Regions from separate parts of the Mus musculus genome. Here region 2 is linked to region 1. A link is a contact called in public HiChIP or PLAC-seq data. All regions are on one chromosome and are shown on one strand. The core of a region is the stretch at or near the end of the contact, and the rest is flanking DNA. Distances in the headings are between cores, read along the strand shown.

Evidence for each region. HiChIP or PLAC-seq counts read pairs in DNA pulled down with a chosen protein or histone mark.
Region 2: an H3K27ac HiChIP or PLAC-seq map of embryonic stem cells shows a contact between it and region 1, with 3 times the contacts expected there. The contact joins the promoter of Chid1 here to the promoter of Mtg1 in region 1. A contact is called at or near these places in 3 of 39 promoter capture datasets (the C10 cell line, cranial neural crest and pre-B cells) and 2 of 115 datasets of contacts at active chromatin or transcription factors (embryonic stem cells and pancreatic cancer cells).

What each region holds. Positions count from the first base shown.
Region 1 is chr7:140,135,828-140,139,185 of GRCm38.p6, reverse strand. It overlaps Mtg1 (mitochondrial ribosome-associated GTPase 1), which reads right to left and starts at 1,622. Exons shown (of 11, transcript NM_199301.2): 1 at 1,413-1,622; 2 at 803-867. The coding sequence starts at 1,521.
Region 2 is chr7:141,538,060-141,541,417 of GRCm38.p6, reverse strand. It overlaps Chid1 (chitinase domain containing 1), which reads left to right and starts at 1,590. Exons shown (of 13, transcript NM_001142681.2): 1 at 1,590-1,645.

The sequences.
Region 1 (3,358 bases), core at 373-2,872:
ATTCTCCATGACTATTTCCAGAGACTACCACCAGTGGCAGCAGGTCCCCACGCCCACCACCAGCTGCTGTTCCAGGGGCCTGGTGGTCTGGCATCCCCACGCTCTTCTAAGGCTAAGTAAGCAGGATGAAAAACTCACATGCCAACAGAAACCAAACACAGCTTAAATGCAACAAACAGTCTGAGAAGCACCTGCCAGTAGACATGATTGTAACTTGCCAATTCTTCAATTAAGGACAAGAGGAAAGGACAGGTTAGTAGGATCATTTCATCTCCGGTTTCATAATTTACCCCTAAAAATATCAAAGTAAACAAGAGGCTGAGACAAATAAGATATCAGATGGGCCGGGCGTAGTGGCACACGCCTTTAATCCCAGCACTTGGGAGGCAGAGGCAGGCGGATTTCTGAGTTCAAGGTCAGCCTGGTCTACAGAGTGAGTTCCAGGACAGCCAGGGCTATAAAGAGAAACCCTGTCTGGGGGGGGGGGGGGGGGAGAGATATCAGATGGGAGCCTAAAAATAAAAACACCAGCCTAGACCCCACGAGGGAGATTCTGATCTAAAAGGGCCCTAGCTATTGATGTAAAAGCCTCCCGGGAACTCTAATGTGTAATGAGAATTGGAAAACACTGCTTTATGTCCCAGTAATTACAAAAGAAGCTGTCGCAGCTGTAGACATAATGATGGACCAGAGGCAGAGCAGACTAAACTGTCTGAAGGAGATGGAGAGGAACCAGGAAAGCATCCTGCTGCTGCCTTTACAGTCGAGCAGAGGTGCTCCCCTCTACAGCGTAAAAGGATATCCTGGCGTCATGAACCTCGATAACACAATCCACCGACTTCAGACTGCTCTGCATCTTCTTTAGTCCTAGAAAATAGAGGGGCACTAAGGAAACAGCCAAAGGGGGCAAGTTTAAGTTCTCCTAGGGGAATACATCTGAGAACCATCAGTGCACACAGGGTTAAAGGAGGCAGCATTCTGAGCCACGTTCCACGGTGCCCCGATGGTTCTGGAAGGTACATTTCACACAAGATGGTCTTAATCAGGAAGTTCCTGATACTGTGCGGACTTAATACCCTCACTGCACAGAAACACTGAGGCTCCGCACCGCAACTGCCACCTGTCCACTCACACTCCCGGCGCCTTTTCTGCCACACACTATAATCTCGCATGGCTGCGGCAGCCAAGACCACAGCAAACAGCAGCCTAGGACCGCACTACGTCTACAGCTGCCTGGGGCCAAGTTGTGACCTATAAACTCAGACATCAGCTTGCATGTGACTTAAAGGGACCACTCAGTGCGTCTCAAAAGTATCAAGCACAAAACAGCTCTCCAACCCGATGCCAGGAAGGCGAACCAAGGAACCGCCAGGACCGGCGCCCGTGCCGCCTGCAGCCCATGCTGGCCTCACCCTTGGCCATGTGGCCGGGGAACCAGCGTGCTACATCGTGACCTTGCAGAGGGAAGCACTCGCGCCAAGCGCCCCGGACGGCACCCCATGCCTGCGGCCACAGCCTCATGTCACTGGTGTCGGAAGAGTTCGCAGTCGGACCGCCTCCGCCAGGGCCTGGATCTGCTCACAGGGTTCCGGCGCGCCTGGGTTCCGTGCGCGACTGCGCATGCGCCTGACTCGAGCACTCTGGGATAAGCAGGGGCACGGGGTTGGCCCGGTAGTGCTCCATTCTCAGGATTCCTGAGCTTATGTGAGGTTCTTTTCAGGGATTTGAAGATAGTCTCCTTTTTTTTCTTTTGGAAAGACGATATATATATATAAAATATTATATTTGCTCTTATGTTGTGGTTGCGCACACTTTTTATCCCCAGCACCAGAGGCAGAGGCCAGTAAGTGGCTCTCAGTGTGCTTGAGACCAGCCTGGTGGATTCCAGAGCCAGTGCTACATGGTAAGACAGAGAAAAACAACAACAAAAAGACTCAATTTCATTTATTTATATTTTTTCTCATTTTTAATAGGTATTTTCCTCATTTACATTTCCAATGCTATCCCAAAAGTTCCCCATACCCACCTTCCCACTCCCCTTTTTTTGCCCTGGCGTTCCCCTGTACTGGGGCATATAAAGTTTGCAAGTCTAATGGGCCTCTCTTTCCAGTGATGGCCTACTGGGCCATCTTTTGATACATATGCAGCTAGAGACAAGAGCTCCGGGGTACTAGTTAGTTCATATTGTTGTTCCACCTATAGGGTTGCAGTTCCCTTTAGTTCCTTGGGTGCTTTCTCTAGCTCCTCCATTGGGGGCCCTTTATATTTTTATTTGAAGTGTCTGTGTATGCCATGTGTTAGCGGATACGCCCAGAAGCCAGTGGATCCTCTGGACCTGGAATTACAGGGGCTTTTGAGTTGTTTGACTGGGTGCTGAGAATTGAACTTCAGTCCTGTGCAATAGCAGCAATCATTCTTAACCTCCAAGCCATCTCTCCAGTCCCAATCTGGAGATTTTTCACTATATTCCAAATCTTTCAGGTTTGAGGATATATAGCATGGAGGATAACAAGCTGGCCTGGCCTAGCATGCCCAAGATTCTAGGGTTTCATAGGGAAGCCAGAAGAAATTGGGCTGCTGGCAATGAAGATGTGGCTTCTCCATGGTGGGAAATTGGCCTAGAAATTTAAACTTAAAATCTAGGCACATTTTTCTTCCTTTTGAGACAATATCTCACTTTGTAGCCTACGCTACCAAAACTCAGGCAGGTGTGACAGCACACACCAGTAATCCTAGCATATGAGAGATTTGAGGCAAGAGGGTCAGGAACTCAGGGTCAGCCTGAGCTTCATGAGGCAGTCTAAAAAAAGTCGTCTTTCTCCCTCGTATACTCATATAAATCAATGTAAGGAAATTGAGTTGTCCCCTATCAGTTCCCGGGCCTGCCTTAGAACTTTCAAGTGTTACACACACACACACACACACACACACACACACACACCTGTAATGCCTCCATTTTCAAGTGTGACATTTTAATGTAACTGTTATAAATACCGACTACATTCCCATTAATACAATGAGAGTGAAGTGGGCTTCATAGTTGTAAGACTAAATGCAAATCCAGCTGCTCCTGGTAGAACAGGCCTGTGATACCAGCTAAGGATGATAGAGGCCAGGGGAAGCCAGGCATTAGAAACTACCCTAAGAGAGACACTATCTCAAATAAAAGGGGTTGACATGTAACTCAATGTTATAATGGTTGCCTTGAATGCAGGAAGCCTTGGGTTTGATACCCAGTACTACTATCACCCCCAGGCCTCCAGACAGGCACATACTATAAGCCCAGCCCTTGTGAGACTGAGGCAGAATAGAAATTTCAAAGCCAGCCTGGGTCAGAGTGAGATGTTGTCTCAAAAGG
Region 2 (3,358 bases), core at 341-2,840, 1.4 Mb before region 1:
AAGCCAGTGTTCACCTACACACACATACCAGAGATCTGGGGCACCCTTTGTCAGGCTGTGCAGGTGAGGGCAGGGCAGACTTTGTGGGTACAGCTCAACAGGCTCCTGAGCATCTGTCTAATGGAACCCTGAAAGGGGCTGGTCTTGAGTTCTGTTTTTCTCTCCTTTCTGTTCTTAAGAGTCTGCAACACAGACTGGGAGTGGAATCCTTAGTGGACTTTGCCAAGTCTTTAGCTCAAAGACCTCTTACATCAGTCAGATCCAAATGCCTTCGCTGGTTTAAAAGAATGATGGTCTCTTTAGTATTGCTTGGACTGAACAATTCTCAGGACATCCACCTCTCCAGAGTTCTGCCCACTTGGAATCACTGTTCTGGGCATTTGTTCCTAGTAGGGTGCTGAGCTGGATGCCAGGAAAGCAGATGGTGATGCACAGCATGCCTTAGCATACACACCCAGCCCCGCCCCTGTAGAAAGGCTTGGGGGACAGCTGGCAGAAAATATGGGGAAGAGAAAGGAGGAAACGTGATTCGGAAGGAAGAACACGAAGCTCAGCTCAGTGAGAAACCTCTGCAGCAGCAGGAATGGGGAAACAGCCGCACTGCAAATCCTGGAACAGACCATAGTGGAGTGGGCCAGAGGGTTTAACTGGGTGTGGACAGGCCAAATGTGGTTTCTGCAGGAAACTGCTGGGAACAGCAAGGGATGGGGGTGGGGACTAGTCAGCTTGATGAAAAATAAAAATGCTGGTCACGTGTGCTTTCAACCCACTCGAAGAAGTGTCTGGGCTCCTCTTGCTAAAGCTGAGATGGGGGTGGGGAGCGTGGTGTCTGCCTCTGTGGGTTCTAGCTCCTACAATTTGCAAGACCAAAAACGAGGACCAAGACAGCTCTGGGATTTAGGCAGATAGAATGTTCGCTGTGCTAGGCCATCTGGAGAAGGATGTTATATTGCCTGGAGCAGTGTCTCTACTGGAGACAGTGTAGTGGGCACTGCAAACCTATAGATAGTGACAGAAATGTGGCAACTGGGATAATGTGGAGGTTCAAAGACTTGGCGCACAGTCTGTCCTGACACATCTGGGAGACTACGGAACTGACTATGCGCATAGTGACCCACGTCCCCCATACTTGACAGGGATGGGTTCCCAAGACCCTAAAGGCCTTGGTGGTCACATAAGTGGACGTAATGTAGACTTCAGCACAGTGCTGAGGCAGCCAGCCATCAATCCCGGAGAGGGGATGTTCAACATCACCACCAACTTCTCTGGGAGGATTTCGGGATCTGACCCCACTATTCTGCTGTACGACAGGCCCTTGATCAATAGAGGGACTGGCTGCAGGAGCGGAAACAGCACCTACGGCTACGAAGTACACGTTCCGCACACTCAGCTCTGTCTTCATCCAACTGACGGTCCCGATCCACTCTCAGCCCTTCTCCAGCTCGCCGGTCGCTACGAGGCTCCACCTCTAACTCCGCCCTCCAGCCATCTCGGTCCCGCCCCATCCCAGCGTGCCGTGCGCAAGGCATCTAGGAAGCTGGCGTGGCGCAGCGGGAGCTTGTGGAGGCCAGTGGGCGGGACTTCCGGTTGATTAAATCGTCTTCCGGCCGTGCTTGATGGGTCTGGCCGGTCTCCTGACATGAAGGTGAGCCCGGCTGTGGCGGCAATGGGACTGCTTCATCTTCCGCGTCACAATGCGGGAACGTCGGGCAGCGAGGCTCTCCCCGGACAGAACGGGCAGAGTGTGAGCGGGAAGGAGAGGGCACGGATGAGAGCAATATGGGAGCTATGAATGTGAGGGCGAGGAAGTGAGTGAGGATGAGAGGGTTTGAGGGGGAGAGCGATCGTGTCAGTGTGAGAAGAAACAGATGTGAGGGTGAGTGGGAGCTCGTGCGGAATAAGCAGATGTGAGGGTGAGCTGGTGGAAGAAACAGATGTGAGGGTGAGTAGGTGTCAGAAAGCAGGTGTGTCAGCCTGAGAGTAAGGGCGTATGTGAGAGAGCGAGCGGGTGTGAGGGCCCGAATGGGTGAGGGGAGATGTGAGAACATGGACTTTATTAGGGGTGAGAAAGCGAGTGGGGATGAGTATGAGCAAGGGTGAGAGAGTGTTAGGGTGAGAGCAGGTATGGGAGAGAGTGTGACATTGTTCTTTAGTAGAAGTGTGAGCGCCAAGTGTGTGACTGTGAGGAAGCTTTCGAGCCAACAGTAATCTGAGAATATGAGCGAGCACAGGCCGTTGCATAAAATCAAGAGAGCCCGTAGCGATGGCTTTAATCCTAGCACCCGGGAGGCAAAGGCTGGCAGATGGATCTCTGTGAGTCCGAGGCCACCCTGGTCTATAGAGTGAGTTTCAGGTCAGCCAGGGCCACATAGCAAGACCCTGTCTCCAAAAAAGAGTTTGGGGGTGGGGCAAAAGAAGCCGCAGGAAGCACGTGTGAACAGCACAGTAGTGAATGTGTTAAGTTTATGTATGTGCCAGTGTAGCTGGATATGAAGAAACATGGGTGAGTGGTGTATAAAGGAGTATAAACATGAACCAGGATGTAAGATAACGAAGTCAGAGATTTCAGATATGTGAGTTAGTGTGCATAGCTTGTGGAGCCACAAATGAACGAACGATGACATGAGTGTGCAAACGAGTTAGCAAGGCCAGAGTGGCTGTCGGGCATAGAGAATGAGCTCTATGTGGAGGGCCCAGCCTCAGGTAGGAGGGTATACAGCAAGTTGTATGGGTTCCTTCAAGTTTGCTAGGTACATGAGGCCTTACCCTCAGCGCAGCCTCAAATCTTGAACACTCTGTGATGGAAAATTTCCAAAGAACTTTCCACAGATCTCTAGACTGGAGCCCAGGGAGGCCCAGAGACAGTGTGCTGGTGACAGAACTATAACTTGAGCCATCTTATCACAGTCCTGTTTGCATTGCATTGTATAGTTGGGATGGGATGGTAGCCACGTGCCCCATGGCTTGGTGGGCTGCCCCCTGTGTTGGTTTCCTTATCTGTAAATGGGAATAACATTTATGCCTGCCTGAGTCCTGGTCTGTGGAGAGAACTTGTGGATAATTCACCAGGTTTGGCATGCAACATATGGTCAATAAATGTCACCTGGGGTTGTGATCATCCTGCTTCTTACGTCACCTTCATTTCCAACCATACACTCACCCACCTCCTCATATGAACAGTTCACTCCAAAATGTGTTCTCAAAAATGAAAATGTAGGCTGACCATCATACTTGCTGTAAGAGCAGTGAATCTATTAGAACTGAAGGCTGAAAGTATGGCCCAGTATTTTCTTAGTATATGGAAAGCCATGAGTTCTAATTCCCTGCTCCTACAAAACCGATATTAGGCAGCAATAGT